Linked DNA regions of Mus musculus: all the other regions are linked to region 1. A link is a contact called in public HiChIP or PLAC-seq and promoter capture Hi-C data. All regions are on one chromosome and are shown on one strand. Each heading gives the region's core, a stretch centred on a gene start, on an enhancer-like site or on the middle of the called end of the contact. The rest is flanking DNA. Distances are from core to core; before and after follow the strand shown.

Region 1 (7,729 bases), core at 2,237-4,736:
GTTTGTACAGCCTTCCGCAATTTCAAAGAGGTAGTGATAGATGCTTGTCCTCCTGGCGATATCAGAAGCAGTTTCTTGTGAGTTGTTCTTCAGCTCTGGTTTGATGTAACGATTCATCAGGAGGAGTTCCAGAGTGTCTCTGCTGTCTCTGTTCCCAGCAGCAAGGTGCAAAGGGGTCAAAAGGCCTTTCGTTTGGGCGTTGATGTCTGCATCATGCTGAAGTAAGAAAGAGGCCACCTTGGTATTATTCCACTTACAAGCACTATGCAGTGGTGTCCAGCCATCCACAGTCACTGCATGAACATCTGCCCCCTTAGCCACCAGCTCACGAACAACATCTATATGCCCACTGTAGGCTGCTCGGTGAAGAGGGGTATACTCATCTTCATCCCTAGTGTTCACTTCAGCGGCCTTCTCAGAGAGTAGTCTCTGCACTGTAGCAAGCTATTGGAAAAAAGAGAACTTTAAACGTTCAACTTGAAAAAGACAATGAACAAAGATAATTACACCATCCAGTGGCTTTAGACTTTAAGATTCCCTTTTAGGGGAGGAGGGTAACTGATTAATAGTGAGCAAGTTAAAGCTCATTACACTCAGGAGCAACGCGGGAATCTGATTCTCTGATTATCACCCTAAGCTATCACATTATCCTACTCTAATAAATGCCTACTGTCCCATACCTGGGCCCTAGATGAACAAAGGGCTTATCTATATAGTTTATATGTCATCTCTAAAGCAAGCCTAATTTTCCTGTATCAGATTGTATCAATAGACATGGTATATGAACCAGAAAATAAAAAATGAAACTACTTTTAACAGCAGAATAAAGCGATGTTGAAGCCAGCTAGAGACTAAGGAGCACATCTTCTTCTCATGTTGCTGTGCACCATGTCTGGGCTGGTCTATGGACCAGACAGAGGACACTGTGCTCTGGGATTGAAAAGCTATCATACACTGCAAAACACTTCTGGTTTTGACTTACTAACATGGATATGGGAGAACTTAGTAAAGTTAAGTACAAATGGTCAAGTGGGAAGAACTGAGTCTGAGAGTGTTTTGGATGACATTTGCCTCCTCGCAAGACTGTGGGGAGTAAACAAGTGCAGTAAGACACTTGGTGGAGTTGCAGCTAAGTTAGTCTCCATCTTACTTGTTCTCAGTAATGCTGACGTGTAGAAGGATCCTAGTAATTTAATTAGAGGACTGTTTATAATTACCCCCAAACATCTAGAGCCAGCTTATAACATAATGTGCACTTTCATATACACTACTTCATGTGGCACTCCTATAAATGAGAAAAATATTAAGCTACCATTTTTAAAGACAAGAAATTAAAGGGTCAAAAATGTTGGAATGTGCCAAAAGGTAAAGATAAGATGTTTAGGAGTAGGTCTTTGGGCTCCAAACCAAATGCTTTTCCAACTATGTAATGGTTTCTTTTTTTTACCCGATTTTTTTCAGCAGCCCAAAGAAGCAATTTGCTTGGATCTTTTTCCATCTTTTTTTCTTGCAATTGGTACCACTCTTCGTTTTTTTCCTCTTGCTCTTCATCTTCATCAGAATTGCCTACCCAGAGACTCTGAGTACCAGTGGGAATCAGGTGTCCATGAGTTTTCAACAATTCAAGCTGGTTAAACTGTTCAGAAAAGTCCACAGAGTTTTCCAGGTCTGGTTTTTCATCATCCTTTTTTTCTTTTTCCATTTTTACTACTCTTTTAAATAAAAAGCATTTCAAGTACTAGGGCGCAATCTTTAAGGAGATGAATTATGTCTGCATTGTTTGATTCTTTCTAACCTGAAAACACAAACACAACAGTTGTTAGCACAGCAGTAACTAGATATTATTAACAGCACGGATACAACCTTACAAACAAGCCAGATAAATTCTATGTCATAAGGCTTTGGTGTTTTCTCATATCCATTAAGTTTACTAAATATAAGATTTCAGAGATTTCTGCTATCTATGATCATTTATAGTCTTTACCTTTTAGAAATGCTTTCTTCTACTAAGTAAATGGCTACAACTATCTTAATTTTAATCTATTAATTTAGGTATGTTAAAACTGATGGAGTCCTGACAGTGAGTACACAGGAGGACCATAGTTCACCCAGTCCTAAAAGATTAGTCTTCTGATAAACTGCCATATTAATTTATACACTGACATCAACTTCAAGAGTTACCTAGCACATAAGCCTTAAAGAAAATGAGAAGTTACTTTGAAAACCATCAATCTTTTAACCATATTTGTTGAATTTGGCAGTTTTTTGTTGCTATTGTTAGTGTTACCACTTCTTTCTGTTGACCCAATTAGAATCTAATGTTTATTATTTCAGGTGCTATGTCTTATATTGTTTTGCTATTAAGCTTTTAAGGATAGGCCATCTTTAACACAGATTATTATGCCATTTGTATGTAACCTGCATTAAGAACTATTTGTATCATTAAACTTAAGACCTATCATTTAATCTTGCTCTGAATGGCCTCTAAGAGGAACTTAGTTATACACACTCCTCATAGATTTGTTCTACTTAATTTCAAGTTTAATATTCCATTGTCCAATTAAGCTTCATCACTAGTGACAAGAGTATCAGAATCATGACCAATGACTTCTTAGGGCCTATAAACTCCATTAAGGGATTTGTTAAGGTTTTGGCAGCATTGTGTTTTTCTTTTTTCTTTTTTAAAAGAACTATCAGAACTATTTTCTTAACATTTTCAATATTTCCTTTCACTTCAAACTCATTTTTTAAAAAGCTACTATACACCAATTCATTAAGCGCTTAACAGATGTCACTAACCAAAATATGGCACAGATCGCAGCCCCCCTTCCCACACCTGAAAACTCCTTCATATTAATTCTTAACTTATTGTCTTGGTATGCTTAATTAAAAAATCAAACCCAAATGTATCTCGACTCTGGGTATAAAGCTCGATGCATACTATTATGGAGGAATAGGATGCATTTCCTAATTTAAAGGGAACCCTCCATTTTGAGAGAGATAGCAACTGTTCCAGTTCTCATCTCATTGGGTGGAGCCCCCCATTTCAGAGGCCTGCGCTCGGGTACTGACAGATCACTGTCGCTGCGGTACACGGGCCCTTCTGAGGTCCTGAGGGGGTCTGCTCTAACTCAAGGCTCCAAATCATTTCTACTGCACTTTCTTCAAGGTTCTCTGAAAACACAAAACCGAGGCTTCTGGGGCGATCGTCAGGGGAAGCAGGGAAGAAAGGTCTTTGGTCTAGCAGGCGAGGCCTTCCGAATCGCAAAGCGAAGACTCTGCCACGATGCTACCTGCGAGGTGGCCGGCCGCCCACAGCCGCCCGCCCCACCGCTCCGGACACGCGCCTCACCTTTCACAGAGAGAACCTCACCGAGAACTTCCTTTCCGGGTTCGCCCCTTCGCTGCTCAGGATTGGCTCCTGTGAGGTGACGGAGCCATTCTGTAGCCAATGAGAATCTAGACATTCTGTGATGTCACGTCATCAATGGATCTCGCGAGAAGTACGGATGCCGCTCTCCCGCGCCTAATTCAGGTTTCTGGGAGCGGTTTTCTTGTGGTTCTGGAGACTCCCGCCCCCTTTTCCTGAGGTAGAGATGGCTTGTGGCCTCCCTGGTCGACTCTGACAAGTCCATGTTGGGTAACTTAGGCTTTGCTACGGTCTTGTAGCGTGCGGGTCCGGGGCGAACGGAAGCCCCGAGTGCGTGGGGCCGTTAGGGAAGACGGGCCGGGTGGGCATGGAGGGATGCGGGCTCTGCGTTCCGCCTCGGAGTCCGCCTCGGAGTCCCGCGGGTGGGAGGTCTCCTGTAGTGGCAGCGCCGCCTTCGCCGAGCTGGGGATGCGAGGTGTTCCACTTAGACCATGTGTTGGTTATTTATTCTGTCTTTAAATGTGGGCTGCCCCATAAAACCCATGTTAGTGTTAAGAGTATGGGGTGGCCTCTGATTCAAAGTCCTGCGCGGAGCAGCTTAAATTATGCACGTAGAAAGTTACGTTTCATTTTTCCTGTCCAGGGGTTTACTACACACCAATCTCATGAAGAAGATAGTAGAGAAATAGTAGTGATAGTGCAATTAGGACTTCACTTCAGGATGTGGCTTTCTGTTCTTAGGTCATGAAACAATTATAGTAAGTGTTGAAGACGTACATAGGACTTTCTCAAAATCACTAGCGCTTGTTCAAAAAGTCTACCCTGCAACTGAGCTCATGTTAGTGAAATATGTGCAACCTTTATAATATGTGCATTTTGGTATTTATTTTTAGAGTTTGGATTCGAGTGGTTTTTCTGACATACCTGAACACTTGGAGAGGAACCTGGTACAGAGGAACTCTACTATAAAAATGAGCCCCACAGATCCACTGTAAGCCTGACATATTAATTGTGATGACCTTACGAGAAAAGTGATATTTTAATATAAACAGCAACAGAATTTAATAATGGATAGAGTATCCCCCAAAACGTCTGTCATGCATAATTAAAAGCACATACTTATGCTTATTAGCAATAAATAAATAAATAATGAGGTGGAGCAATAGATGAATGTGTTGCAGTAATTACATGGCCATGCAGGGAGGCTCATGCTCTCTGGCTTTGTCTTAGTCTCGAGTCTATAAATAGTCCTTTAGAGTAAGTTACCCTAGTTGAAGTGAATTTGAACAAAATGGAAAGAAATAAAAGGACTATAGAAGTCAGGTGGCAGAAGAAAATCCTTGAACACGAGTGGTGTCTTCCACTCTGGTTTCAAGTTCTTGGTCAAAATTAGCTGTTTAATGTTAGGAAGATCAGCAGTTCTCTGGCTTGCCTGGTTTTATTTTCATTTGCATAACTAGACTAATAATACTCCTTTCCAGTTAATTTTGAGGTCTGAATGAGAGTGGAAGGGTACAGCTGTGGGAGCTGAGAAGTTTGTGGGTTACCCAGGGCTTCGTGCATACAATTGTGGATGTTTCTGATCTGTGGAGTTATATACAAAAGTGAACTAACTATACGAGTGAAAATAGCCTAACTTTTACTGCCTTAGTCTTGTTTCTGCAACTGGTTGTGTGATGAACGAGTTACTATCTCTGTGTCTGGCCTTATTTTTTAGAGATAGTGACCATGCTTGCCTCTTTCTCTGCAGGGACTGAGATATAAAGAACTAAACTTAATGCTAAGTATAAATGGGTGTTAATAATTCTTAAGCTGCTGATTTACCTGAAAGTACCTTTGTTTGGGTTTAAAGAATTCTGTTCTGTTATTTGGCCACATTTATTGTTGAAAACTATGTAAACAGCAGAGTCAGGCAGACGCCATCAGGGATTGGAATGTAAGCAACTAGTATATTAGTATAAAATCTATTCTTACACTCAGAGGAAGACTATTAAATAACTTTCCTGGAAAAGTGTACAGTCAGATACTTAACAAGAGAGCAAACAAAGCCTTTTGGATTTTTGTGGAGCTATCTAGGGAACAGACCTGACTACATAAAGCTGGTTATATGAAGCTTATAAATTTCAGAGCAGACGGAACACTTCCAGTGTCACTCACAGTGGCTCTGTGTTGAACTTGTGATTAGAAAGCTGTGATGCTAACGATCTGTTGAGTACTGCAGACTTTCATGCTGAGGCTATAAACAGGATTTTGCGTTACAGTTTTGTTATTGCTTATCTTCTGCTTGTTTGAATATCTTTTTAATGGATTGCATTGAATTGTGTTCTCTTCTTTATACAGTGACGATGAAGACACATTTAAAATCCTGGTTGCCACTGATATTCATCTTGGATTTATGGAGAAAGATGCAGTTAGAGGAAATGATACATTTGTGACATTTGATGAAATCTTAAGACTTGCCCTGGAAAATGAAGTGAGTTTGGGGTATATTTGTGCATGCTCTAATGTACTTCCTTGGTAACAGGCTCTTTTCCATTAAGTTAGAGTTAATTATATAACCTCATGCATTCGGCATTTCTTGGCTAAATACCAATATACTAAAAGCCTGGTTAAAATTTTGAGTTCTTTGTGTTCACAATTGGAGCAGAAACTGTTGTGACAAGTAACTTTCAAAATTAGAAACACAGGGTGTTTAATGATGTACAAACCTGTTACAACTTCTACCTGAAATAAAAAGATGGCAGTTAGTTTTCAAAGAACATATATCCAGAATGTGAGACAGCAGTTCCCAAGCAGTCAAGTACAAGGTCATTTGTGGTAAGCCCGCACAATTTCCTGGGACTTTGGAGGTAGAGGAGATTGGTGTTTATATGAAACCAGTCAAGGAGGTGACATTTAACACGTGTGTTGAAAGAGAAGCAGCCTTTACTGATAGGTGGCACAGAGAATGTATGGTCAGTGTGAAGCAGAATTGAAGGCACAGGGATAAGACAACACTCGAGGATGGTAGGGACTGGTTTGGCTTGCCCGTGGGCCATTTGTGTGCTCAAAGAGGGCTGAGAATGTAGCACTGTTGGTAGACTGCTTGCGTGCCAGGTACAAGGCCCTGGGATTGCTCCATAGCAGTACATGACACTTGAGTGCAGTGGTACACCTGTAATCCCAACACCAAGGAGGTAGAAGCTGGGCGTTTAAGGTCATCCTCAATTGCCATACTGACTTCCAGGCTAGCTTGAACTACATTAAAAAAAAAAAAAAAAAAAAAAAGCCAGAGGGCTAGCACTGAAAGTTTTGGTGTGTAGAGCTGCAGTCATTAGACTCAGTCTGTGCTCAGTGCAGAAGAAAGTCTAGCAGCCTGGTACTGTAGCAGGAGTTGGAGACTATTTTAATGCTTTTAAAATCTGCAGTTCTGGGTGTGGAAAAGAATGAATATGAGAGGTGTAACAAGTAGAAAGTGTACGTGTGTTAATTTTTAGGATTTGAACGAAAGTCAGATGTGTTGAGCCTGGGTACCTGATGGTGGCATTGGTTTAAAACATCTAACTGAAGGAGAATCTGTCCGGGAAGGTGTTGAACTCTAACTTAACTAGAATAGAGTTGGAGATTGCACTGGGGACTGTCCCAGCAGGTGGGTGAGTGTCTGCAGAGCCCAGGAGAGAGCAGGAGAATAGACATAGACGCCCTGCCTTCCCAGCAGTTTCCCTTCAGTTTATGTGCGAGACCCCTAGTGCCCTCTGCATCTCTAGCCCTCACTGTCTTGCTCAGGCTCATACCAGTACCCATAGAGCCTCTGCTTCACTTGTCCTGCAGTCTAGTGGCTCCCTGTTGGCCTTTCTGCTTCATACTTTGCCTTCTGTGTATTCAGCGTCACAGCCAAAGCCAACTGTTGACACTGAACAGCTGTGTAGTTACCTTTTTGAAGAGCTATTTTCCCCTGTACCTATAAGCACTCTGTGACATTACACTGCTTTTCTTCAGATCCTGTCATCATGCTCAGACTCTCCTCAGCAGCCTTCCTTTGAATCTAGATTCAAATGCATATACAAGGCTATACCTTGCCCTTGATCCTGCCTGGGCTCTGGATCCTTTACAATATTACCCGTTTCCTTCCAGGGCTCAGGATCATTTGTTGCCCTGCCTGGTCCCTGGTGGGTTCTTGTCTGGGACCTTGCAGGTCAACCTTTCTGATTTACCACCTGACTTTGGGCAGGGTGACTTCTCGTTTCAGTTTATTTTTTAAGGGGTGGGATCGGGGGTTATTGAGGTGATTCCGTATCTCATGCTGTCTTCAAACTTATATGTGACTAAAGACAACCTTGAAATTCTGATCCTCTGCCTCTTAAATACTGGGTTATAAGC
Region 2 (7,729 bases), core at 2,111-4,610, 450 kb after region 1:
ATATTTTAGAAGTCCCCTTATTCTCAATTAAAAAAAATGTTTCTAACATTTTAGTGTGCTTTGTATCCTGTGCTTGAGATCAAACTCAGCACTTCAAGATCCTGGGCAAGGGGTCTACCACTGCATCCTACACAGCCCCTATCTATCCAAATGTGGATAGATTAAAAATAGATGATTGGCTCTTTGGCTGTATGAGATTGTTGACTGTAAACATATTCATTAATCTTATATCCTGTGACCATAGTATCTGACAGAAACAACTTGGTAGACTGGGATTTATTCAGGCTTATACTTTCAGAAGGCTCCAGTCTGTCACAGAGGGTAAGGCAGGGCAGGACAGCTCCATTCATGCCAGGGAGCCTGTGTGGAGGACACTGTTCAAATTACAGCAGACCAGGAAACTAAGACAAGAAACTGGTATTGGTATCTGCCAAATGTCTGACCCTCGTGACCTTTAGGCTCCATCCTAGGTTCCTGAGGTTCCAACAAAGCAGCACTGGGTGGAGGAGGAGCATTCAAGCAAAGCCCCTAGGCGAGCACTTTGGATGCTAATTATAAGGCTGGGATTTTAGATTGGGCAGACTTGGGAAATGGCTCAGCCACAGTCAGTAAAATGCTTGCCTTGCAAGCAGGAAGGCCTGGGTTCAGATCCCCAGCACCCGCACTAAACAAACAAACAAACAAACCATAGCAGTGCACATCAGTAACCCAGGACCAGAGACACAGAGACAGGAGGACGGTGAGGACTTCTGACTACCCAGGGCAGCAAGTCAGTGAGCTCTCAGGTCAGTGGGAAAGCTGGTCTCAAAAATAAGGTGGAGAAAGGCCACAGAAGCTCTTGCCCTTGACTTTTGGCTTACACACACACACACACACACACATACACACACACACACACACACACTTTATTTTATTTTAAATTGACAGATAGTAATTATTGTGCATGACCTAGTATGTTAAAGTATGTGTACACAGTGTCAGCACAGTGTGAATACGGAGCTGAATAAAGTAGCACAGGTCAGATGGTCATCACTTGCGAGCCTTCTTCCACTCAGCGTTCACTCAACACATTTCGTCATTAATTATCATTTCCGTGCTGTGCAGTAAGTAGATGTCTTGAATATATTCCCCCTAATTGTAATGTCCTGTCTTTCAACCAACATTAGCTTTATGTCACAGAAATCCAGTTCAAGCTACTGGGGAAAGTGAGAGTTCAAACCCCAGAGCACACACTGTATCTGCTTCTCTCCCTGGGTCCCGGCCCAGTTTGTCTCATCTTAGCTTCATTCTTTTGACTTTTAAAATATTTTTATTTTTGAAAGAGAGCCTTGCTACGTAGCCCAGGCTAGCCTCAAACTTGGTTTCCTTCTTCCTCAGCTTCTTAATTCACCATACCTGACTTAGCTTCATTATGAGTCCAGGACTTCTTGTGTGACAGGCATGGGTGGTAATACCTGTAGGTTCATGTCCTCTGCTTTAGCAATCCCAGCAATGGCCACATGCCACTCCCAGGGAGTCCCCAATGGTCTCATCTTTTTACCCATGAGCCAATGATAGCCAATAAAGAGGACACTGTGAGTGCAGTTCCAGGGTAGACCATTCTTGTTCTCACCAGAATGTGTGTGTGATGGTTAAAATGACCAACTTAATGGTTCTAGAGTCACCTGGGAAAGACGTCCTTTGGCACACCTGTGAGAGATTATCTAAATCTGGTTAATTGGGGTAGGAAGGCCTACGTTAACTTTGAGGGACACCATCCCGTGGGTGAGAATCCTGTACTAAACAGAAAGGAGAATGCAAGCTGAGCCCCAGCATTCATCCCACCCAGAGTCTTACTGCAGATACAACCCCCCCCAAGAGCCAGATCACAGTAGGGCGTGCTACATCCCATGGTCTCCTGGGAGAGCATGCTACACACCGCTGTCTCCTGGCACTTCCTGTCTTTCTGTTCCTCCATCCTCACCTAGCGAGATTTGTCCTCACTTGAAATTTCACGAAATATGTCAAGAGCTCCAGATCTAAGGAGAAGGAATGTCTTCGAGGCAGGAGGAGAGCTGTGAAGCGTTTCCTGGAAAGACTACTTCTCTCCAGCTCAGAACAATGAGTGTATTAAGGTTACATTAGCAAGGGTCAGGAACATGGGTGATTCCAGCGGCTGCATTACAGAGAAGCCCAGCCCAGCCCATCACTGGGGCTCCCTCTACAACTTGCAGCTCTGTGGAAGAGTCTCCTCTCCCTGGCAATGGCATACTCCAAGAGTTCTCTAAGTGCCCTAGTGCCCTGAATCCTTTGAGTGGCTTGTGCTTTGTGAGCTGCCTCCTCCTTTCAGGAAAGAGTGTCTCAGCTGGAAGGAAACGGCTACACAGCAAGCAGCCACCGCCCTTTCTATCCTTTCCCCAGGAAAGCAGAATCTTTTCCAGAGCCGCCCTCCCGAGTAGACTTCCCTTTTAAGTATCACTGCTGTTTGCTCGGAATCTTATTCCCTAGTAAGAAGATCTAGCTCTGACGAAGTAAACCATACTGCCACAACTAGCTTGGGCCAGTTTTAGTTTCCCCGACTTCCACATCTTTACACATCACCACATCCCCCTTTGAGTCCAGCTGCTTTGAGTCTTACAGCATCCTGGTTCTTCATTTAACAGCAGACTATATAGCAGTTGGTCATTGTTTGCAGGCCCCACCCCTTGCTAGGATTCCTAAAGTACCTAGTCACTCCTGAGGATTCCAGAGTGCTGAGATTACAGGAGGGCCACCTCTAGGGGCTCTGCAAATCAGTGTGGTTGTGTCTCTAAGTGTAGCTCAGGCATCATTCCAACACTGTCCTGTGGTGGAACGCCCACCTGAGCCAGGTCCCAGACAGAACGCAGCTTTCAGAATCCTTTCCTGGCTGGCTGAGTAACTGGCCGGATGGATGGATAGTCGGACGGATGGACGGACGGACGGACGGATGGATGGATGGACGGACGGACGGACGGACGGACGGATGGATGGATGGATGGATGGATGGATGGATGGAGCATAACTGCATCTACTCCACAGAGCCAGCCTGAGTCACCCTATCTGTTTCCCCTCACTCCTCACACCCCAGGCTGTCACTTGGCTTTCCTAAAAGCCTCCCACTTGCCCATGAAGTCCTCAAATTGTCTTTTTGGACCCTTGAACAGCAGCTAGCACTAGCCCTCCCCCCAGTCACCTCCCTGCACTGAACCTTGAATTGATAAAGTGGGTGTGACCCTCAGGAAATTGCTCATTATTTGCCATTAGTGCCTCTGAGTGCGTGCCTTCCCATTACCCCATATCTTTGCATATTTATAGTCCTCCGTTCTTTCACTCCTCCCTCCCTCTTCCCTTCCTCCTTTCTTCCCTCTGTCCTGGGAACTGGTTGAACCAGAGTACAACCTGCTCATCTGCCTCTGGCGGAGCAGCTGCAGGAGCTGAGACGTGCTGAGTTGCAAGCAGAGCAGCAGAGCCAAGGCTTGGGAGGCTAGGCTGGCGCGCTACGCTGCGGGGCGCTGCTGAGGGCGAGCATTGGACCGGCCACCTCCCCGAGGCCCATGCGGGGTTCTATACAGCCCGCGGCTCGCTCATGAGACCACTGCGGTGCGGGGAGAGGACCCAAGGCATCCCGCTGGGGCTGCTCGCGTTCTGGGTGACTGCTGCCCGCTGTCTGCAGAGTAAGTGCCTGATTGGGAGACCTCGTAGGTGGGAGCAACATGGAGGGTGGGAAGAACATCGCTGGAAGGAACGTCCCCTATGGTGCTGTCGGGAGGCCAAGGTGATGCGGGCTAGTCTCATTTCACCGCCTCTAAGCTGGCGGGGCGCAGCTGGAGAGTCCTAGGCCGAGCCAAGGCTCTCTCAGTGCTCTGGGCCGCTGTGGCTGCTGCTGTCAAAGCAGGAAGCCGTCCTGGAGATAACTCGCTCCCTGCCGGGCCCTGGCCTCCTGGGCAGCAATTTTTATTTTCTTTCTGAAAATAACCAGGCTGCAAACCCCAGGGTGCTCACTGTCACTCTCTGGTGGTAGACCCTCCTTGGGTTTCCTGGGTCCTATGGATCTCCCTTAACATGCAGCAGACTTCCAGGTAGCCTGGGGCTCAGGAAAAGAGGTCGTGGGGTTCACTGGAGCATGAGACCAGAGAAGGTGCCCTGTGAGGCAGCACTAGAATGGTGAGTCAGAATGTGGTACACATTGAACATCATCTATAGACACGAAAGATTATAGTGCAATTCTCTTCTTGTTCAAGGACTAACATTATTACCATTACCATCTTATGGGTCAGTTCATGGAGGTTTAGAGAAGCCAGAGACGGGTGGCTGGAGTTAAGAGGGCTGGTGGGGAAAGCAGATCTTCATCAAGCGCCTTTGTTCACAGATTCTTGGGATCCACAAACTTCCTAACCATTTAGCCCATATGAAATGAGAGCCTCTTTTTCTGTGTTCTACAAGTGCTGCAACTGAGGCACGGGAAGGCAACACTGCTCAGGGAAGGTGACTACCTACCTAGCGTGCGGTGAAGCCAAGGCTCAAACAGCTTCTAGGTCTTTTCTTGGAGACCAGCCTTTGTATTTGTAAGACTCAGTAAGACTGGGCTGAGATGGCTGGGCTGTGGCTTCTGCCGCTGGGGGGCCTGGACTTAGCCCCTTGTTAATCCATCAGGTAGGAATCTTGACAGTGATCTTTCCCGTTGTTTTCCCAAGTACAAGTTTCTTGTCACCATTCTTGCTCTTGGTACAGCCGTCTGTCTGTGATGTTCAGAGGGTAATATCCAGAGCCTGACTTCTCCCTGCAGGAAGCAGGCCACAGTAGGATACAGTGGTTAACAATTTTTCCTTTGACGTGGCCTTTGAAGGAGGTAGGTGCTGCCTTCTGGGAACACTTAGAACCCAGATTTGGGAAACCAGAGGACTCTCTGCAAAGGAACCCACACTTACCTGGTCCTAGCAGTTAGATGGGAGCCACCATGACAGTGTGACATGTAAGCCTGAGGAGTAGGTGAAAGTCTGTGTCACCTGGTGACTGTCTCCTGCCCGGCTGTCACCAGGCAGGTCAGTACTGTCCGCTCTGATGAGCCCTGAGTCTGCCCCTCTCCAACCAGGAGCAGCTCTTCCCAAATGCCGAGTGGGTGTGAGCCTGCTTGGAGGGGGCCTGTGCTGGAGGCCAACCCAGCAATGTGGAGAGGGCCTCTCCTCTCCTCACCAGCTCCCTGCATCCTCTGCCTCCTCAGCTTCTGCCAAAGGCTGGGGTATAACTCAATGGCAACTCTTTTCTAGCATGAACAAGGCCCTGTGCTTGGCACCTAGCACGGTTAACAAGAAACCATAAATAATATAAAAGAAGGAAGAAAGTGAGAGCAAGAAGCTGCCTTCAAAAAAAAAAAAAAAAAAAAAAAAAAAAAAGCCTGTGTTACAACATGTCCCCAAACACAAGATTCCTGTATTTGGAAGCGTTTGCTCTCTCAATGGTGGTGTTAGGGACTAAATATATCCCCCAGATGCATTGGTTGAAACCTCTGATGTGGCGTTAGTCCCCACTGTGGTGAGACTAGTGTCCTTATCAAAGAGAACTCAGAACTCTTTCTCTGCTGGTGGGGACACAGTGAACAATTTAATAAGCCAGGAAGAGGGTGTTCGCTTAACTATAAATGTCTTGCCAGTGAGAGCACTCAGCAGGCAAAGGTACTGGGACTCACAAGGTGAGGAGAGCGGACTGGCTCCTGTAAGTTTATCCAGGGACCTCCACAGAGTCCATGCACCCAGGCACACACACACAAATAGGATGCACACAAGTAAATAAGTAAATGTAAAAATAATTTTAAATTAAAATATAGTATGACTATAGATGTATTGGGGGGTCTGTATTAAATACGTTGGATCTTGCACTTCCTGTCCTCCAAGACTGAGAGGGGAAAATAAACCCCCGCACTTCAGTCATCCAGTCCATAGACTCTTAACTGCAGCCCACACTAGACAACTTGTACTGCCAAGTGCGGAGCTAGTGTCATGAGCATGTAGAGCTGTAGATGGCGCTGTAGAGCCAGTTACTGGGTGGAGCTGGAGAAGTTTTCAGTATACTAGAAACGTGGGTTGGAAGGGAGGTTCAGGTGAGGTCTTACAGAGAAATAAGGAGTGTTCTTGGACAGTGCGGAGGAAATTCCTGTGCAGTAGTGAAGATCCGGGCTGAGCTGCCTTTGTGCGTCAGTGTTCTGAGGAAGGTAGAAGTCGAGAGTGGGGCGGCTGCTTATTTAGCTGAGGAGATTTCTAACCAAAGTGTTGGAGAAGGGGCTTTCTCACTCCTGGCTGCTCATAGCAAATCCAAGAGGAAATGAGAAATTGAGCTGGGCATGGTGGTGCACTTAGGAGGCCAGCGTGGTCTCCATTATGAGCTCTAGGCCAACTAAGACTACATAGTAAGATCGTGTCTCAAAACAAACAAACAAACAAACAAACAAGCCAGATCTTAAAGATTTGGCTGTAACCTGCCTGTAGTGTAAAATAATAATACTAAAGGTATATTAGGAAGAGAGTGGCAAGGGTGTGGTGAACAGCCCCAGTAAGTATGGGTGTGAATGCACACACTAATCAGCCACCCCAACAGAAACTCTGCCAATCTCAACTGACAGGGCCAGGACAAAGTGAAGGAAGAATGTGGGTTCTTATCCTGCTTGACTAACTCATGGGGCTGCGCAACTGTAGACATGTTCTTCCAAACAGGAAAGTAACCAGGACTGATTAAGAGACCAGGGCTTTGAACCAGGACTGCCTTGGTTCAAAGGAGAGAGAAGAGGACATAGTTTCAGTGTCAACTGCTCTGACAGTGGACACAGGTCAACTGGAGAATGTCAGGGGTCACCTAAGTGTGTCAAAAGGCAAGTCATCAAACCCAAGAATCTAGTCTTAGCAGTGTGTCTTACTGAGCTTGGAAGCCATCATCGCCCCTGGCCTCCCTTCAGTTTCTTTCCAATGAAATGATAATCTCCCTGTCCAGGTGGTCACATCACTGTATTTTGGGACATGTCACTTCCGTAGTTCCCAGTGCATAGCCAAAAAGAGCCTGGCTTCAGGATGACTTATCCCTGGCATCTCACCCACATCTGCCTTAGAGAACTTTTAACTAAGACTTCAAAGTTAACTTTAGAGTTGTTTCCAAAATGGGTTCATATTTTCAAGGCTACTGAGATAAAATATATGTGGTTTTTATGTAGAATGAATATGAGTTTAGGAGACCAGAAATGGAAGATATAAATTGAATATATGCCCACAAACAGAAAAAAATGAAAATCTACTTTCTCTCTGTTATGTTGGGATAGCACGACAGTGACAGCCCAAAGGCCAACAGGAGAGACCTCCCTCATCAAGGACCTCAGATAACCTGGACCTGGGTTTTCCTCGAGGGAAAGTCTAGTCATGCTATTAAGATGGGGATACATCCTGAGACTTGCATTATCAGCTGATCTCAGTGTGATGAGAACATCTTACAGGGTGCTCACAGGAACCAAGGTGTCTCTTATGTCACCAGAGGATATGCTCTCATGAGTCATAATCATGTGTGTGGTCCATCATTACATGGTATGCACCTGTGCATCATTACGTCGTATTCACATAGATAGCTAAAGCGGAGTAGGAAGAGAGACAATTGTTAAGTTTAAAGCATCAAAATGATTTTCTCTTTACTGATTCCCTAGCCTGCTAGATATCAGTCAGGGAACACAGAAATGAAAAACGGGATCAGACAG
Region 3 (7,729 bases), core at 3,160-5,659, 400 kb after region 1:
CACTAGCCATCTCACCAGGAAAGTTTTACTTAATCAAAACAGAGAGATCTCCCAGCTGTGGCTGGACCTCTGATCCTCCCAACACCATGAACGTCTCCCCTGCCATATCACTTCTTACTGCTCATTCCCACTACTGTATTGATCCTTAGTTTATGGGGGAAATGTGGAGAATTAATATGTCTGCAGCAATATAGTAACGGCAGAGAAGGCTTTGTAATTTAGAGCACTCGTTGCTCTTGTACAGGAACCAGGTTTGATTCTCAGCACCCATTTGGTGGCTCACAACTATTCATAACTCCAGTCCCAGGGATCTGACACCTTTTTCTGGCCTCTACAAGCACCTGGCATGCATGGTGGTACACACACATACATAAACAGAAGAGGTGACTATAATAAGGAAGACTGGAGCCAAGAAGCGAAAACAGCATCAGACCCACCCATGCCTATGTCAATGAAAACACATGTTTAGAGCACCGGTTCTGCACAGGGAAGATCACACTAGGTAATAAGGATACAACCTGGAATACAGCACCAGCAGCGGGTATGACTGACACTACCCTCCCTCCCTGACTGCAGCCACAGATCAGAGGGAACCCAAAAAGCTACTTGAAACATTCGCATCTTCTCATCTCAAAATTTTCAAAGCTCCTTTGTTAGCACCCATTAGATTCAATCCCTTCCCGATCAGTGATGGGAAAGCCAACACTGACAGCGAACTGCTCCATCTCTCTCTCCCAACCCAGCCTCACAACATTGCCTCTTTGCAGCAGGGTCTGAGGACTTAATTACTTTGCTGTTCTTGATGATTTCTTATATCCAGCCCTTAAGGAGCTAGCTGGGCATGCCCTTCAAAAAAACCATCTATGAGGCCGCAAGGTGGCCTTGTTCCTTGATAACTTCCAAGGGCTGCAGGATAGTCACCTCATGAGTCAGTTCAGAGAGACAGAGTGAGACTGGAACAGGGTCTCTGGCCTCCATCCTCAGAGCTGAAGTGTCAGCCCCACCATCCTTCAAAGTCGACTGCTCATCATGAGAGCCTGAAATTTCTCTGCCCTCTCGTTATGCCTCATGAGTTTGTAGTAGGGCAGAAAGACTGAATGTGAATCGTTGGCATATGATAACCATATGACCTCAGAGAAAATTACCGTGAAGGCTTCGTTTCCTCATGTTCTAGTGATAATGACAGCATCAGTCACAGAGCTACTACTGAGCATCAAACACCCATGAGGAACTTCAGGAAACAGATATCCAAGCTCACCACTTACCCATGAAGCAAGTGCTTGAGGCCATGAAGACTCAGAGATAAAGTCATTTACTGGAACTCAACCTCAGTGGAGCTCTGACTAATCGCATACAAAGAATGGGTGACAAAGATGTAAAAGAGATCTGGCTGTGACACAGACCACCATGTTTGCCAGAGATGATTCAGCTAATATGTCTAGTAGGTATGTGTCCTCTTCCTCCTTCTGTCCCTAAACTGTGTGCATCTCCCAAAGCAGCTCACTGGATGTTCTTGCAGAGAACCTGGGTCCTGATCTCAACACTGCACAGAAGCTCACAACTCTGTAACTCCAGGTCCAGGAAATACCACGACCCCTTCTGGCCTCAAAAGGTACCAGGCATGCATGTGGTGCTCTTACATGCATGCAAGCAATTCATAAAACTCATATTCATAAAAATAAAATATACATCTTTGTTTTGTTTTGTTTAAAAAAAAGAACAGATGCTGAGCCAGATGTGGTGACACACACCTCTAATCCCAGGTGCTTGGAAGGTACAGGAAAGGAGGATCAGGGGTTCAAAGTCATCCTCTCTCTCTCTCTCTCTCTCTCTCTCACACACACACACACACACACACACACACACACAATTTTAAAATAAGTAATTTTATCCAGCCTGGGAGCTCACAGCCACAATCTGAACCAGCCAGGGTATGGAAGAAACAGGACCCTTGTGTGTGATAGTCAGAGGAGCAGCAAGCAAAGACCAGCCTCCCTCTGGAACACTGATGCCCTGGCTTTTGTGAACATGAGAAAACTGATGAGGTGAACTGCATTAAGCCACATGGCTACCCAGTGGCAGATCCAGGACTAAACTTCAGGCCTTCTGGTACCAGGTTCTCAAGACGCTGTTTGCTGCCTGATGTCATGGCAGGAGCCCATGGTCAACACACTGCTCTTTTCTGGGTCCACAACTACAGATACAGAGGGTTTGGTTTTGTTTGTTGTTTGTTGTTTGAGACAAGGTTTTTCTGTGTAGCCCTGGCTGTCCTGGAACTTGCTCTGTAGACCAGGCTGGCCTTGAACTCAGAGAGATCTGCCTACCACTGCCTCCCAAGTGGTGGAATTAAAAGTGTGCACCACCATGCCTGGCTCAGAGCACATTCTTGACTCAACTAAAGGAGGGAAAGGAAGCAGCTAGCTTTGAATGTGTACCTCCTCAAATGCCAAGTTTTTGACAAGTGTTTTGTAAATACCTCATCACCTCTTCCCAGGGAGGAAAGCTTGATTTGCAGAAAAGGAAACAGGACTTCAAAGCACAACTTCCAACAGTAACACAGGAGTGGGGTAGGCTCAGGCAATTGTGAATAGAAACTTAAAATATAATTTTATGCCCAGATATGAAACTCCTCAAATTATCTAAAGAAAAAAAGAAAAGGAAAAGAAAGTAGAGGAGAGGAGAGGAGAGGAGAGGAGAGGAGAGGAGAGGAGAGGAGAGGAGAGGAGAGGAGAGGAGAGGAGAGGAGAGGAGAGGAGAGAAGAGAAGAGAAGAGAAGAGAAGAGAAGAGAAGAGAAGAGAAGAGAAGAGAAGAGAAGAGAAGAGAAGAGAAGAGAAGAAGGTAAAGTCTACTGCTTGAAGTAGCACTGTGAATGGTAGAGAGGAGTCGGGAGTTGCCAGGGCTAGGGTGACAGCCTTGAAGCCTGTAAGTTCTAAGGAGGACTCTGGGCTTTTACTCTCCTCCCATCTTCTAGCATATAACACTAACACATAATGACAGTGCTGAATGCAGAGTCCTAATGTCAGGGTGCTTACTCAGTCCATTTACATCCAAACATAAAGCTACTTTTCTTCTGATTGTAGCTATTAATTTGTCCCAGGATGATTTTCGGGTGAATGCCCCTTTGACTGCGTGTCTATCTGGGTTTGGGTGCTCTAATTGAAAGCATTAATGGATCAACAAGCGTAGCTCTTATTTCACCCTTTGGGTTTCAGAGTCTTTCCTTATGAACTATGATGAATGCTTTTTAAAAAGGCAAATGTACACACAAAAAGAAAAGAAAACAAAGATAAAAGCAGAACCACGTAGGGGAACTGAGAGTCTGACATGAGGGAATGTGGTGGTTTGAATGAGGAATCTCCCCCACAGGCTTGCGTGTTTGAACACTTGGTCCCCAGTTGTTCGTGGTATCTGGGGAGATTATGGAACCTTTGAGTTATAGGCCCTTGACAGAGGGACTGCATCATTGGAGGTGGGCCTTAGCAATAGGCAGCCTTATCCCACTTTTTGTTTTATATGTGTGTGTGTGTGTGTGTGTGTGTGTGTCTTTGTGTGTGTAGGTATCTCTCTGTCTGTTTGTCTGTCTGTCTGTCTGTCTGTCTCCTTCTCCCTCTCCCTTGCCTACTTCCAGTATGTGAATGAAAGTGTGACCAGACAGCATCCTGGCTCCTGCGCCTTGCCTTACCCTGCCTGTTGTTACCCTTCACTTCTATAATGGACTCTATCTCTCCAGAATCACAAACCAAATAAATCCATTCTTCTTTCAGTTTCTTCTGGTCATAGTGTTTAATCGGCAATAGAAAAGTAAGCAATGAAGAGAGTGGCTGCTCTCAGCCAGGCACCTCCCTAAGTCACCGCTGTAAGCAGTGGTATGTTATATAGAATAATGCTGTGATTCGAGTTCGAGATCTAGATGTCCTGGTGGTCACAGGAAATAACTGCCATGTTGCCCAAGCCAAAAGTTACAGCCTATGTCTAAACTAGAAAACATTTAGAGATAGGCTAGTCCTGGGCACTCTGGTACCCACACAACAGCAGCACATCCTGAGCAGCCGTTGCTGCTGATCTCAATAAAGAGACACTAGAAAACTGCCCCACCCCCACCTCACCCCTACCCAGTCTCTGTGTATCAAATCCTGCACTCTCCAGTCCCTGCGCAGAGCCAGAACAGTTTGAGTCTGTCCCCTTTCCCCCTGACCTCCCTCCCCGCCAGAAGACGCCAACCTTGGGAACAAATGAAAGGCAACCTATCCTCCCCTGATTAGCAACCAGAATTTCTCCAGTGCAGATGGCTCCTGCCCTTGAAAGAAGCAGGAGCCAATATCCTTGAAGGGATAAAAGCCCACTCTTGGACTATGGGGAAAAGACAACTAAGTGTTCCCAGACAGCTGAGACCAGGTTGTAAAATACACTAGCTTCTGATAACACAATGAGTGACTTTTCCCAGGTCAGGAAGGTCCCTCTCCAGCTGCACGGTTCTTTCTGCCCCGCTGTCTGAACAAACGTTATCAGGTTTGAAGGACAGCATTCCTTTAATTCTCATGGAATGCCTCTCATGGAATGCCAAGGCTTGAAAGCCCTGCTTGTGATTTGTTTTTCCTTTATAAACGCCCTTCACTTAGACCTGGGGGTTCACTCTCCTTCATGTTCCATCAGAAAGGTTGGTGGCCCAAGCTCGAGCTTGAATAAAGACCCTCATGTGATTACAGCGGGTTGTGACTCCTGGTGATCTCTTTGGAGTTTTTACAATCTGGGCACAACATGAGCTCCCTCTGTGGGCCTCAGAGAAGTCAAGGCAGATGATGCTTTGTATTCAGATTAGAACATGCCTTCAAACACATTTAAAGTCAGAGATGCGGTCCAGCCCTACCACCTGTACTTCACACTGAGGAAGAGAAAGAAGCTGAGAGAAGCAGCTGTGGAGGATTATGTAGCACTGGCCAGACAGAGACACAGTTCCTGTTGGGATTTTTGTCAGGGACACAGGTAGAATTATCTAAGAAGAGGGAACCACAATTGACAAAATGTCTCCAAAACATCACCCTGTAGGCAGGCCTACGTGGCATTGCCTTAGTGATTGATGTGAGAGCCCAGCCCATTGTGGGTGGGGTCATGCCTGGCAGGTAGTCCTGGGGAAAGAAAGTAGGCCTAGGAAGCCAGTCAGCAGTCAGTTGTCATCTCCAGTTACATTCAGCAAGTGTTTCAGCTTTACTTCCGGTTTAAACCGGAACAGATATGGTAAGTTAATCTGTGTATACTTTTCTTTTGGAAAAGTGTGCTCTAGAATCAAATGATCCACTTACAGGAATAACCATAGCCACACACTTTCAGTCTGCTTAGTTCCTGATCCAGATTTCTGCTTGTAGTTCCTGTTAGTGTAAGACTCTGACAAGCTTTAGCTTATTGGGGATCCCCTGAGTGAACCATGCTGAGCCAGAATCGAGGCAAAAAGCAAGAGGAACTTATTGTTCCAATGTGTGGGGTCGTCCTGCACCTTCGGTGCAGTGGTGACCACATGCAGCTCATTGAGTGAGCTTTTTATAAAGCTTCCAGGGCAGCAGCCATTAGCCACAATGTGACTGGCAGAACAGTGTGACTTTTTAAACTGATTGGTCTTTAGGGAATGAGGTGGCAAGGACTTTCCTTGTCTGAAGGTGGGCAAGGTCCATCCTGCTCCTGCAGAATGTGCCCCACCTGCAGGTCATTCCCTTCCTGTGGTCTGAGTAATTAGCCTCTCCATTCCAGAGGGGCAAGTGTTCCATGACCCTCCCAAAGTTCCTGACCTGACCTTTTCATTAGCATTCTGTCTAAACTTTACCCCCACACACAGTTACCTGGCAACACCCAGGTAGGCCTGACCCACTGTAAAAGGGGCTGCTTGTCTCCTCCTCCTCTTCCTCCTCCTCCTCCTTCCTCTCTCTCTCTCTCTCTCTCTCCTTCTTGCCTCTTGCTCTCTTGCTCCCTCTTGTTCCCCCTCTCTCTTCATTCCCTTCCCTCCTCTCTCCACATGATCATGGTGGGCCTCTACTTCTCTACTCTCCCTCTCTCTGTCTTTCTCCATCTCTACTACCCTCTTAACTCCCCTCTATTCTGTACTCTACCATCATGTGGCTGGTCCCTCAGGGGGAAGGAATACCTCAGCATGTGCCCACTGAGACATCCCCTTCCCCCACACTTCCATAGAACGTATCTTATACCTCTTTATCTTTTTGTAAACACATCAGTTCATGTCTTGGCTTCTCTCAATTCTCTGTGACCTGAGATATAAGTCAAATAACACCTCTCCTCCTCAAGTTTGTTTTAGCCATGGTGTTTTATCATTGCAATAGAAACACTAACTAAACACAAATTGGCACCAGAAGTAGGGTATTGATGTGACAGCCTGACAGAGCATTTGATTAAGGTTAGAATTAAGAATTTGGGACTGATGAGATGGCTCAGCAGGTAAGAGCACCTGACTGCTCTTCCGAAGATCCTGAGTTCAAATCCCAGCAACCACATGGTGGCTCACAACCATCCATAATGAGATCTGGTGCCCTCTTCTGGAGTGTCTGAAGACGGCTACAGTGTACTTACACATAATAAATAAATAAATCTTAAAAAAAAAAAAGAATTAAGAATTTGTAGTTCTGACCTTAAAACGATCATCCATCATGATCAAGTAGGCTTCATCCCAGGGATGCAGGGATGGATCAATATACAGAAATCCATCAACTTAATCCACTATATAAACAAACTCAAAGGGGGAAAAAACACATAATAATATCATTAAATGCTGAGAAAGCATTCGACAAAATCCAACACCCATTCATGATAAAAGTCTTGGAAAGATCAGGAATTCAAGGCCCATACCTAAACATAATAAAAGCAATATACAGCAAACCAATAGCCAACATCAAACTAAATGGAGAGAAACTTGAAGCAATCCCACTAAAATCAGGGACTAGGCAAGACTGTCCACTCTCTCCCTACTACTCAATATGGTTTTCAAAGTTCTAGCCAGAGCAATTAGACAACAAAAGGAGATCAAAGAGATACAAATTGGAAAGGAAGAGGTCAAAATATCACTATTTGCAGATGATAGGATAGTATACTTAAGAGACGCCAAAATACTACCTCCTAAACCTGATAAACAACATCAGCAAAGCAGTTGGATATAAAATTAACTCAAACAAATCAGTGGCATTTCTCTACACAAACAATAAACAGGTTGAGGAAGAAATTAGGGAAACAACACCCTGCACAATAGCCACAAATAATATAGAATACCTTGGTGTGACTCTAACTAAGCAAATGAAAGATCTGTATGATAAAAACTTCAAGTCTCTGAAGAAAGATATCAAAGAAGATTTTAGAGAATGGAAAGATCTCCCATGCTCATGGATTAGCAGGATTAATATAGTAAAAATTGCTTTCTTGCCAAAAGAAATCTACAGATTCAGTGCAATCCCCATCAAAATTCCATCTCAATTCTTCACAGAGTTAGAAAGGGAAATTTGCAAATTCATCTAGAATAACAAAAAATCTAGGATAATGAAAACTATTCTCAATAATAATAAATAATAATAATAAATAAAAATAATAAAATCACCATGCCTGACCTCAAACTGTACTACAGAGCAATTGTAATTAGAAAAACAAAAAACAACAACAACAACAAAAAACTGCATGGTACTGGTACAGCAACAGACAGGTAGATCAATGGAATAGAATTGAAGACCCAGAAATGAA
Region 4 (7,729 bases), core at 3,895-6,394, 260 kb after region 1:
ACATGAAGGAAGGAGAAAACCCCCTTTTGTAAGCTATCCTCTTAACACACATGCATATGTGGCACGCATGCACCCACACACAGAGATACACAGACGTGGGAAATAAATGGCAACAACAACAACAATAACAGCAGCAACAACAACAACAACAACAACAATAATAAACTGAGTAAGGTGACACTGATACAAGGTGATACAAAAAGTTCCAAACTGTCCCAAGTAGAGAGACTAGATTACTATGCTACAGTGGGCTGTTTACTATGATGTACGTGTGTGGATGCAGAGGGAGAAGAGGGCAAGCTGTCCACTACAGTCAGCTATGCACACAGTCAGAGGCCTGAGTTTACTACTTATACTTTAAAAACACCGACAAGGTCACATATCTGTGCAAGCGGGGCTCTGTGTCCCTCCACTCCTGCTCTTGTTTCTGAGTGTGACTTGGGGGTAAGCTGTTATGGGGAAGCACAGTATCAGCCCACGCTTACACACACAGTATCAGTTATTTGTAACAACATACGGAAGAGGTTTATTTTGGCTCAGTTAGGTCCCTCCTGGTAGGCGTGGCAAGCAGGCATCCCCACAGTGACAGCTACGGGCTACATCTCTGAAAACCCCAGCCAAGAGGAGGGAGCGCAGAGCAAAAACCCCAAGGCCTTCAGTAAGACGTGCCCAGCACACACTGCAGAGGCCTGGATGTCAGATGAAGAATGGCAAGATAAGGGTTGGTAGAGCAGCTGGCACAGACCCTCTTCTCCACGCCAGTGGCACCATCATGGTTCACCTGTCTTCTGCACAGTGCGAAGAAGTCTCAGAACTATCCACAGCAGTTGCCCAACTGAGTTCTGAGTTCTTATATTCACTCAACAAGCTCTAGTTCACTGACTAAAGTCTTCAAGATGTGAGCAAAGACTTGGAAGTTAAGAGCAGCTCCTTCCATATGTACTGGTCGCCATTGTACGGCCAGTTAGGACCAGTGAGCAGCCCTAGACCCAGGGGTCTGCAAAGACTACCAAAGCCACCTTGACCTCGGCAAGCTCTATCAGTTTCTCTAGCCTACATCACTCCTGAAGAACCTACAAGTCATAGGTAGAGCAAGGCCCAGTGAGTAGATAGACAATGCTGTTTCCACTGTGGACTTCAGCGGCCCCGACAGCGCCCCCCATCCTGGGCCTGTGTGAGCTGCTACAGCGGGGCACTGGGTTAGGGGCAACACAGAGTGGTGCTTTTAATCAAGTTTTCATCGACGCTCTTCTTCATCAATAGAGGAAAGGCGACGCGAAAGGGCAGTGATGAACAAGCTCTAGTTTTAGTTGAATTTAAAAGTTCTAATTTTATATCCATCCTCCTATGCACACTACAAAGCACAGAGTGGCCCGTCCCACCTCCACACCAATGGCCACGCCCACTCCAGAGGCAGCGGGGCTGCTGGAGCTCTGGCAGCCATGTAAGTCTCCTACCCCTAACTCCAACTCACCCTGCCTCATACACTAGGAATCTTCCTTCAAAGCTCGATCCTGTGCCCTGATCACCTGTGCCCTGACCCCTCACTGCTCTTGCGAGTGGCGGAACCCCTCCTTCTGCCTCACCCCACAGCAGTCTTTGATGCATAGCCTGGCTTCACTCAGAAAGCCCATCTAATAAAATACTATTTAAGGGTATTCCATGTCCCACTGTTCTGCTGGGTCATACCTGAAAGGCAGACTCTAAATCCTGCATGTTTCTACACTCTGCAGCCAAGCACTGGCAGGCTGCACCCCTGGCTCGGGAAATACCTGAGCGTACCCAAATGGATCACCTTTCATTGACTCAAAAAAAAAAAAAAAAAAAAAGTTTGTAAAGTGGCCTTGATGTACTGTGTAGCAGGGATGGATCAATAAAAGGCTAGGCACCTAGGAGGTGAAACCATCACATGGACAGGCTATGTGACAAGAGTATTCCAAACAGCAGAGAGGGAAGGGTCCCAGGGCCATGCTTGGAGCTGTCAGGTCCTACCTCACCCAAACTCCAGGGCTGTCCTCCCTGGCAGTGTAGTGGCCAAACTGCTCGTTTCATTTAAACGGCTCCACTATCTCTGGTTGTCTTACTTAATAAATACTGTCTTGCTGTAATAAAAACTGTGACCAAAAGCAGGTTGAGGGAGAAAGGTTATTTCAGCCTACAGCTCTCTCACCACACTGAGGGAAGTCAAGGCAGAAATCAGGGCAGGAACCTAGAGGCAGGAACTGAAGCAAAAGCCATGGAGAAGTGCTGTTTACTGGCTTGCTTCTCATGGCTTTCTCAACCTGCTTTCTTATACACCCCAGGACCATCTAGCCAGAGGTAGCACTGTCCGGTGACCTGGGTCCTCCTACACCAATCATTAATGTGACCAGGGCATCTTTTTGGTTAAGGTTCCCTCTTCTCAATGACTCTAGTCAGTGTCAAATTTTCATAAAACTGGCCAGCACCCTGTAGTTATTACATCTCTTTCTCTCTGTCTGTCTCTCTCTTGGTTTATTTTGCCCTCAATGTCACACAATTAAACTGCGCAAAATTAATCACTGACCATGAACACTGACCTCCCAGGACTTCTTTATCCCACACACACATCTTCCCCTTGAAACTCTTGAGCCCTTCAGAAGACAGGGGCATCTGCCTGAGCCTGAGAGTTCACCTAAGAGCCAGCCAGTCTGGTGCTCATAGTTCCCACAGCTGCCTCATCCTGAAGCCACAGACAGCAGGAAGTCACCAGTGAGCAGACAGTATCTATCTCGATGGTAAAGTCTCACAGGTAGAGAGAGGGCCATGCCTCAGAAATCTCCCTATCCCCCAGAGAGCACAGCAAGGCTTGCACACAGCAGAAGCAGACCCTTGCTGGCTGAACCCACTTTTCATGCCTCCCCCCACGATGCCTTCCACACAGCACATCCATCCGGCCCTGCACATCAGGTGCCTCAGAAGCCCATCCAGTCAAGGGACTTTACAGACAGTGATCAGCTCTTCCCTGTCGTCCCTCTGCCTGCACCAGGTGTCCAAGACTTGCTTCTTCAGCACAGGGACATTTATTCTTGGGGACTTGATGCCTGGCATCTGGTTCAGTCCACAGCTAGAAGGCAGAAACTATCATTGGGACCTGGTTTTCCTTTCATCCCAAGAACCAGGAACATAGAAAACTAACTTTGCACCATTACTTCAGCAACTTTCTGCCACCCTGACCAACTCAGCCATACATGGTACAGACTACACACGCCAGGCCTTTCCTAACCAAGCTTACCTCAATTCCAGGTCCCACCAGCCTGCTCATGCAGGAATACCCTCTTCTCTCCAAGGTCTGTTAGAATCTAGGTGCCAAGCAGCTTTCTGTAGCCCCTCCCTCATCCCTCAGGGGACCCATCTTCCTTCCTCCGCTCACCCCTCATCCATGCAGAAGCCCTCTCACCTGCATGCCCCAGGGCAGGTCCAGCTCTCCCCTCCTCCTACATCCAGAAGCCCCTCCTACATCCAGAAGCCCCTCCTACATCCAGAAGCCCCTCCTACATCCAGAAGCCCCTCCTACATCCAGAAGCCCCTCCTACATCCAGAAGCCCCTCCTACATCCAGAAGCCCCTCCTACATCCAGAAGCTATGTGCCCTCACTATGACTCACTGAATGCTGCTGTCAGCCTGTCTGTCAACAGCCTCCCAATCCCAGGTGAGTGAGCATGTGCTTTCTGTAGTAATCTGACCCAGGCCCATATACCCTCAGCTTCCCAGAGGAAGCCCTCTACTCTTGGCTGACACAGCGCTTTGAGCTTCCTTTCGGGGAACATGTAAGTCTCATCTCAAAATCTTGAACAGTCTCATCTGGGGCTACCCACACCTGACACAGGTGTTCCTCCAGGTCCTGCCCCACCTGCTATGCTACTTAGCTGCAATTCACACCCTCACTCAGGTTATAAAAGTTAGGATAAATAGGACCACTCACTCTGCATCATGATCTTGCCCACAACGCTAGCCTTTGGAATTGCACTAAACTATTAGGGCGAAATGAGAGCTTATATGAAGGGGATTGGGTCATTTCTTCATCTTTCATTCATTGCAAGGCTTAGGTTGAGGACGTCTCCTGCCTCCAGGGGCAGTTAATCCCCAGCACACATAACCCTAAGACAGAACTCAAGTATCATTTAAAGGCAAGACAGTGAAACAGCACCCTGTATGTGGAACGCTTGTCTTTACATCCTCCCTGGACCCACTCAGGAAATTATAGGTGACTGTACAATTACTGGAGAGAGGAGTAGGGAGAGCAGTTTTTGGCACGTCTCGCAGCAACAGGCTGAATGTAACTCCAAGCCACAATAATGAGGCGCAGGAGACAAAGGAACTGGAAAGAGGATACTAGGAAAGTCAACAGAGGTACCCAGGTTACACATGGACGAATAATGCTTCAGAATCGCTACATTAGGAGGGGCGTGCGGAAATGCCAGCTGCGTGCGGTGAAATTTCTCAGCAACCAACCTCAGACAATGCCAGCCTAGCCCAGACTGCCCCTGCGCCCCTGGCCTCACCGATGGAGATCTCCTGAGCGAAGGCCAGCGAGATGAGCAGCAGAGGTAGACCCACGGCAATACATGTGACCATCTTGTCCACCGCCAGCTCCAGTCGCAGCCCCTTGAACTTGGGCTCGGTGGGCTCCTTCAGCAAGAAGTCCGAGAACACATACTCCGTGGCCAAGTGGGCGATGGCCATGGTCAAGGCGCACCGGGTGCCGCGGGACGGGCAGCCGAGGGCAGGCGCCGGTGCTGCCGGCAGCCGGGGCGAGACGCCGAATCCGCGCGGTCACCGACCGGGCGCGCGGCTTCCGCTTTCCCTTCCCGGGCTCCCGGGCGGGCCCAGCATTGTACCGCCTTGGCTGTCGCTGCACCTACCCCGCAGGGACCGCACGGGAGCTGCAGCTGCCTGGGACCGCCCCAAGCAACGCAGGGTGCACGAGCCCCGGAGCTCCGGCGGTAGCAATCACTCCCGTGCTAAGCCCCCGCGGGCCCGGCGCGCGCGACACCAGGACTCCCTCCGGCCACTCCGAGCGCGCAGGGGCAACAACGTGCCGGGAACAAAGCTCTTCGCTACAGCTGCCCGCGCCCGCCCTGCGCGCTCGGCTACAGAACCGAGCTCTTCCGGAACCTACGCGGGGAAAACCGGGTTCCCAGGGGCGAGCAGTTTCCGGAAGCGCGCTGACGCGGGCGAGGTGGGCGCGGCTGCACAAGACCCTAGAGCCGTGTGTGTGTGGTTTTGCACTCCTTTCTGCTGACAGCCTCCCTCCCCGGAGCACGAGCTAGCCCCTTTCTAAGCCTTGTCCACCATTGAGAGCGTTGATGCTGAAGATGAACCAATGTCTTGTGCAACTCTGCACGCTAGACAAGCGCTTCAACCACAGCGCCACACTCCAGGGTGCAATCCGGGTTCTGTTCAAAACAAAACAACAACAACAACAACAACAAAAAAAAAAACCTTCAAAAACAACGGGTGTCAGAAAAAGGTCGAGATAATCTTGCGGTGATGACCGAAAGTATATTGTAGAGAGGGCCTGCATCTTTCCAGAGTTCTGTAAGGGGAGGGCATGCCCAGCCCTTTGCCCTTTCCTCTACCTTCCTGTCTAAAGCAGTAGTCATGGTTCCTGAGGCGCCAACTGCTGTGTATGTGGTGTTGGTGAGCTCCTTCTGAATACCTCACCTACAGTAGACAATGAAGCATCCAAGAAATGTTCCAACCATTTACGGCAAACGGCCTTGGAAGGTGAATGTGCCAAGCATAGACGCCTTCCCTGGGCTGTGTACATCAGCGGGGTCTGAGTAGGGTAACTCCAAGGCCCACATACTGGACCTCTAAAGACCATCAGAGACCTTCGCAGTCCTGTGCTGACAATGCTTCACACAATCCTTTCTCAGACCTCAACTACTGTCTTCTACCTTTCCCAAACCATTGTTGTTGGTGCTGGCACCCAAAGTAGAAGCCGGGTACTCCATTTTTAGAGTTTCCATCACTCTTGACAGCTGTGCCAACCAATTCTGAATTGATGTGCTTCTCTTTTCTAAATATGGCAGACTTGACCGTTCCCCACCTGCACAGCCAGCAACCAGCACCCAATTTACCCACCCATCCCTAACTGCTTACAGGAAGGCATCCTCCAGACCCTCCTAATCTTTCTCCAGATGGCTATGGAGTGCTGGGAGATAAAAGTGGTACTTGCATGCTTTAATTAATTTTACTCAGACGGTCCTAAGTGAATCTCTTTCACCTTGAGTGGTTTTTAAGTGACCCAGTTCCCACTCCTGTCTGTTCCTCGAAAGGCATGTGGCATGGGATTGAGGTGACACTGGGTTTCACAGCCTGAGGGGACGAGTCTGTTTGGGGCAGGCAGAACTGTCCTGAGTATTTTCTAGGAACCAGTAAGTCACACACGCAGTTTCTCTTCTCTTTCTGCCAAGATCAACTCATCCAAGAGGAGAAATGGCCCCTTTGAGAAGCCTCGCATGACCCCTCCCCTAGTTGGGATGAGTCAGGCACTCTCTTGGTGCCCCCAGTTCTCTAACACCCAGCTCACTCTGGGCCGGGCCGGTGATAGTGGGTTGCGTATCTGTTCAGTGATCACACATGGACTTCTGAGGCTCTCGGTTGGGTCTCGCAGTAGTTTTATAAACTTCCCCCACCCTGGCAGTTTTGTTCGTTCATTAAAACATCAGTCAAAGACTGATGAGCTTAAGAGAGAATAAAGAGAAGCTGTTGGGAACTGGGAAGAAGAGACGCCTGGCACTGGTGTGGGGTCAATGATGGAAGGTGGGGCCGGAGCATAGTCTGAACTTGTAGGGAGTGGCAGAGGGAAGTGCTGTACAGAGTTGGGCTTTAAAGCCCTTGCTCTTCAACAGTGTGTGGAGGGGCGTGGAAGGAGAGCTGAAGCAATGAGGCTTCCAAGGTGTGCAGGAGAAGTAAAGAAAGCCTCCGACCGATGGTAGAAACAAATGGGTACAAGAGCTGGGTATGAGAGCTGAGGGAACCATTTTCCTTACTCAAAAAAAATCAGACAAAAAAAAAAAAAATCTCTGGCTTGAGCCAACATTCCTGGGAGGAAAACAGAAGGTAAAAGCCATGAGCCCAGTGCCTAAGTTCGTTTCTTAAGCCTCGGTCTGTCACCCAAATAAGGATGGTTCGATAGGGTCCCCTCAGATTGTTCTTAGAATCCAACGGAATACCAGAGGAGTGTAGTGACACACATTGGCAGTCCCAGCACTTGAGAGGTAAAGACAGGAGGCCCAGAGCTCAAGGTCACTTATGGCTACACACTGAATTTTGGGCATCCTGGGCTACATAAGACTATCAAATAAGGGTGTGTTATTTTATTAACAACATTTCCTGAATTGTACACCATTCCCATTAATAATCTCAGGACTCTAACACGTCAAGTGAAAGCATGGCCAAAGTGTTTTACTTTATTTTTCAAAATAGACCCTAGGTTTTAGTGTAAAGTTTGTCTCTGTGTGGAAAGCAGAGGTCTATGTGAGCAATATTCCTCTATCACTCCCCAGCTTATTTTATTTTACTTTCTCTCTCTTTCTTTCTTTCTTTCTTTCTTTCTTTCTTTCTTTCTTTCTTTTTTTTTCGAGACAGGGTTTCTCTGTGTAGCCCTGGCTGTCCTGGAACTTACTCTGTAGACCAGGCTGGCCTCGAACTCAGAAATCCGCCTGCCTCTGCCTCCCAAGTACTAGGGTTAAAGGCATGT

The links. Promoter capture Hi-C pulls out the DNA fragments that hold promoters and counts their contacts. HiChIP or PLAC-seq counts read pairs in DNA pulled down with a chosen protein or histone mark. Capture Hi-C pulls out chosen DNA fragments and counts their contacts.
Region 2: a contact with region 1 is called in an H3K27ac HiChIP or PLAC-seq map of embryonic stem cells, with 4 times the contacts expected there. The contact joins the promoter of Vstm5 here to the promoter of Mre11a in region 1. A contact is called at or near these places in 3 of 39 promoter capture datasets (the 3T3-L1 cell line, cranial neural crest and liver), 5 of 115 datasets of contacts at active chromatin or transcription factors (astrocytes, embryonic stem cells and extraembryonic endoderm stem cells) and 1 of 9 other capture datasets (adipose tissue).
Region 3: a promoter capture Hi-C map of Sertoli cells shows a contact between it and region 1, with 4 times the contacts expected there. The contact joins the enhancer-like site here to the promoter of Mre11a in region 1. A contact is called at or near these places in 14 of 39 promoter capture datasets (the 3T3-L1 cell line, 3T3-L1-derived adipocytes, the HPC-7 cell line and 9 more), 7 of 484 Hi-C or Micro-C datasets (the Ba/F3 cell line, adipose-derived mesenchymal stem cells, cerebellum and 3 more), 8 of 115 datasets of contacts at active chromatin or transcription factors (the 230-238 cell line, bone marrow-derived macrophages, embryonic limb bud and 3 more) and 1 of 9 other capture datasets (liver).
Region 4: a contact with region 1 is called in a promoter capture Hi-C map of adipose tissue. The contact joins the promoter of Panx1 here to the promoter of Mre11a in region 1. A contact is called at or near these places in 10 of 39 promoter capture datasets (the C10 cell line, the HPC-7 cell line, HPC-7-derived erythroid cells and 8 more), 3 of 484 Hi-C or Micro-C datasets (B cells, bone marrow-derived macrophages and pre-B cells), 10 of 115 datasets of contacts at active chromatin or transcription factors (the 230-238 cell line, the HPC-7 cell line, the SCID.adh cell line and 7 more) and 4 of 9 other capture datasets (adipose tissue, liver, macrophages and 1 more).

The regions. Positions count from the first base shown.
Region 1 is chr9:14,781,168-14,788,896 of GRCm38.p6, forward strand. Mre11a (MRE11A homolog A, double strand break repair nuclease) reads left to right here and starts at 3,487. Exons shown (of 20, transcript NM_018736.3): 1 at 3,487-3,590; 2 at 4,264-4,361; 3 at 5,711-5,843. The coding sequence starts at 4,342. Ankrd49 (ankyrin repeat domain 49) reads right to left here and starts at 3,406. Exons shown (of 3, transcript NM_019683.4): 1 at 3,353-3,406; 2 at 1,448-1,795; 3 at 1-444. The coding sequence starts at 1,702.
Region 2 is chr9:15,235,685-15,243,413 of GRCm38.p6, forward strand. Vstm5 (V-set and transmembrane domain containing 5) reads left to right here and starts at 3,361. Exons shown (of 4, transcript NM_026955.2): 1 at 3,361-3,674. The coding sequence starts at 3,587. Gm51702 (a long non-coding RNA gene) reads right to left here. Exons shown (of 3, transcript XR_003948285.1): 3 at 5,399-7,729.
Region 3 is chr9:15,184,387-15,192,115 of GRCm38.p6, forward strand. No RefSeq gene overlaps it. Among named protein-coding and RNA genes, the nearest start is that of Gm39293, 45 kb to the right of the region's middle. Within about 2 kb of position 4,410, at least 16 of the 459 cell types and tissues checked have an H3K27ac peak or open chromatin away from gene starts, as enhancers often do. A contact at or near this core is called in Sertoli cells, where this site is marked.
Region 4 is chr9:15,040,334-15,048,062 of GRCm38.p6, forward strand. Panx1 (pannexin 1) reads right to left here and starts at 5,145. Exons shown (of 5, transcript NM_019482.2): 1 at 4,524-5,145. The coding sequence starts at 4,704.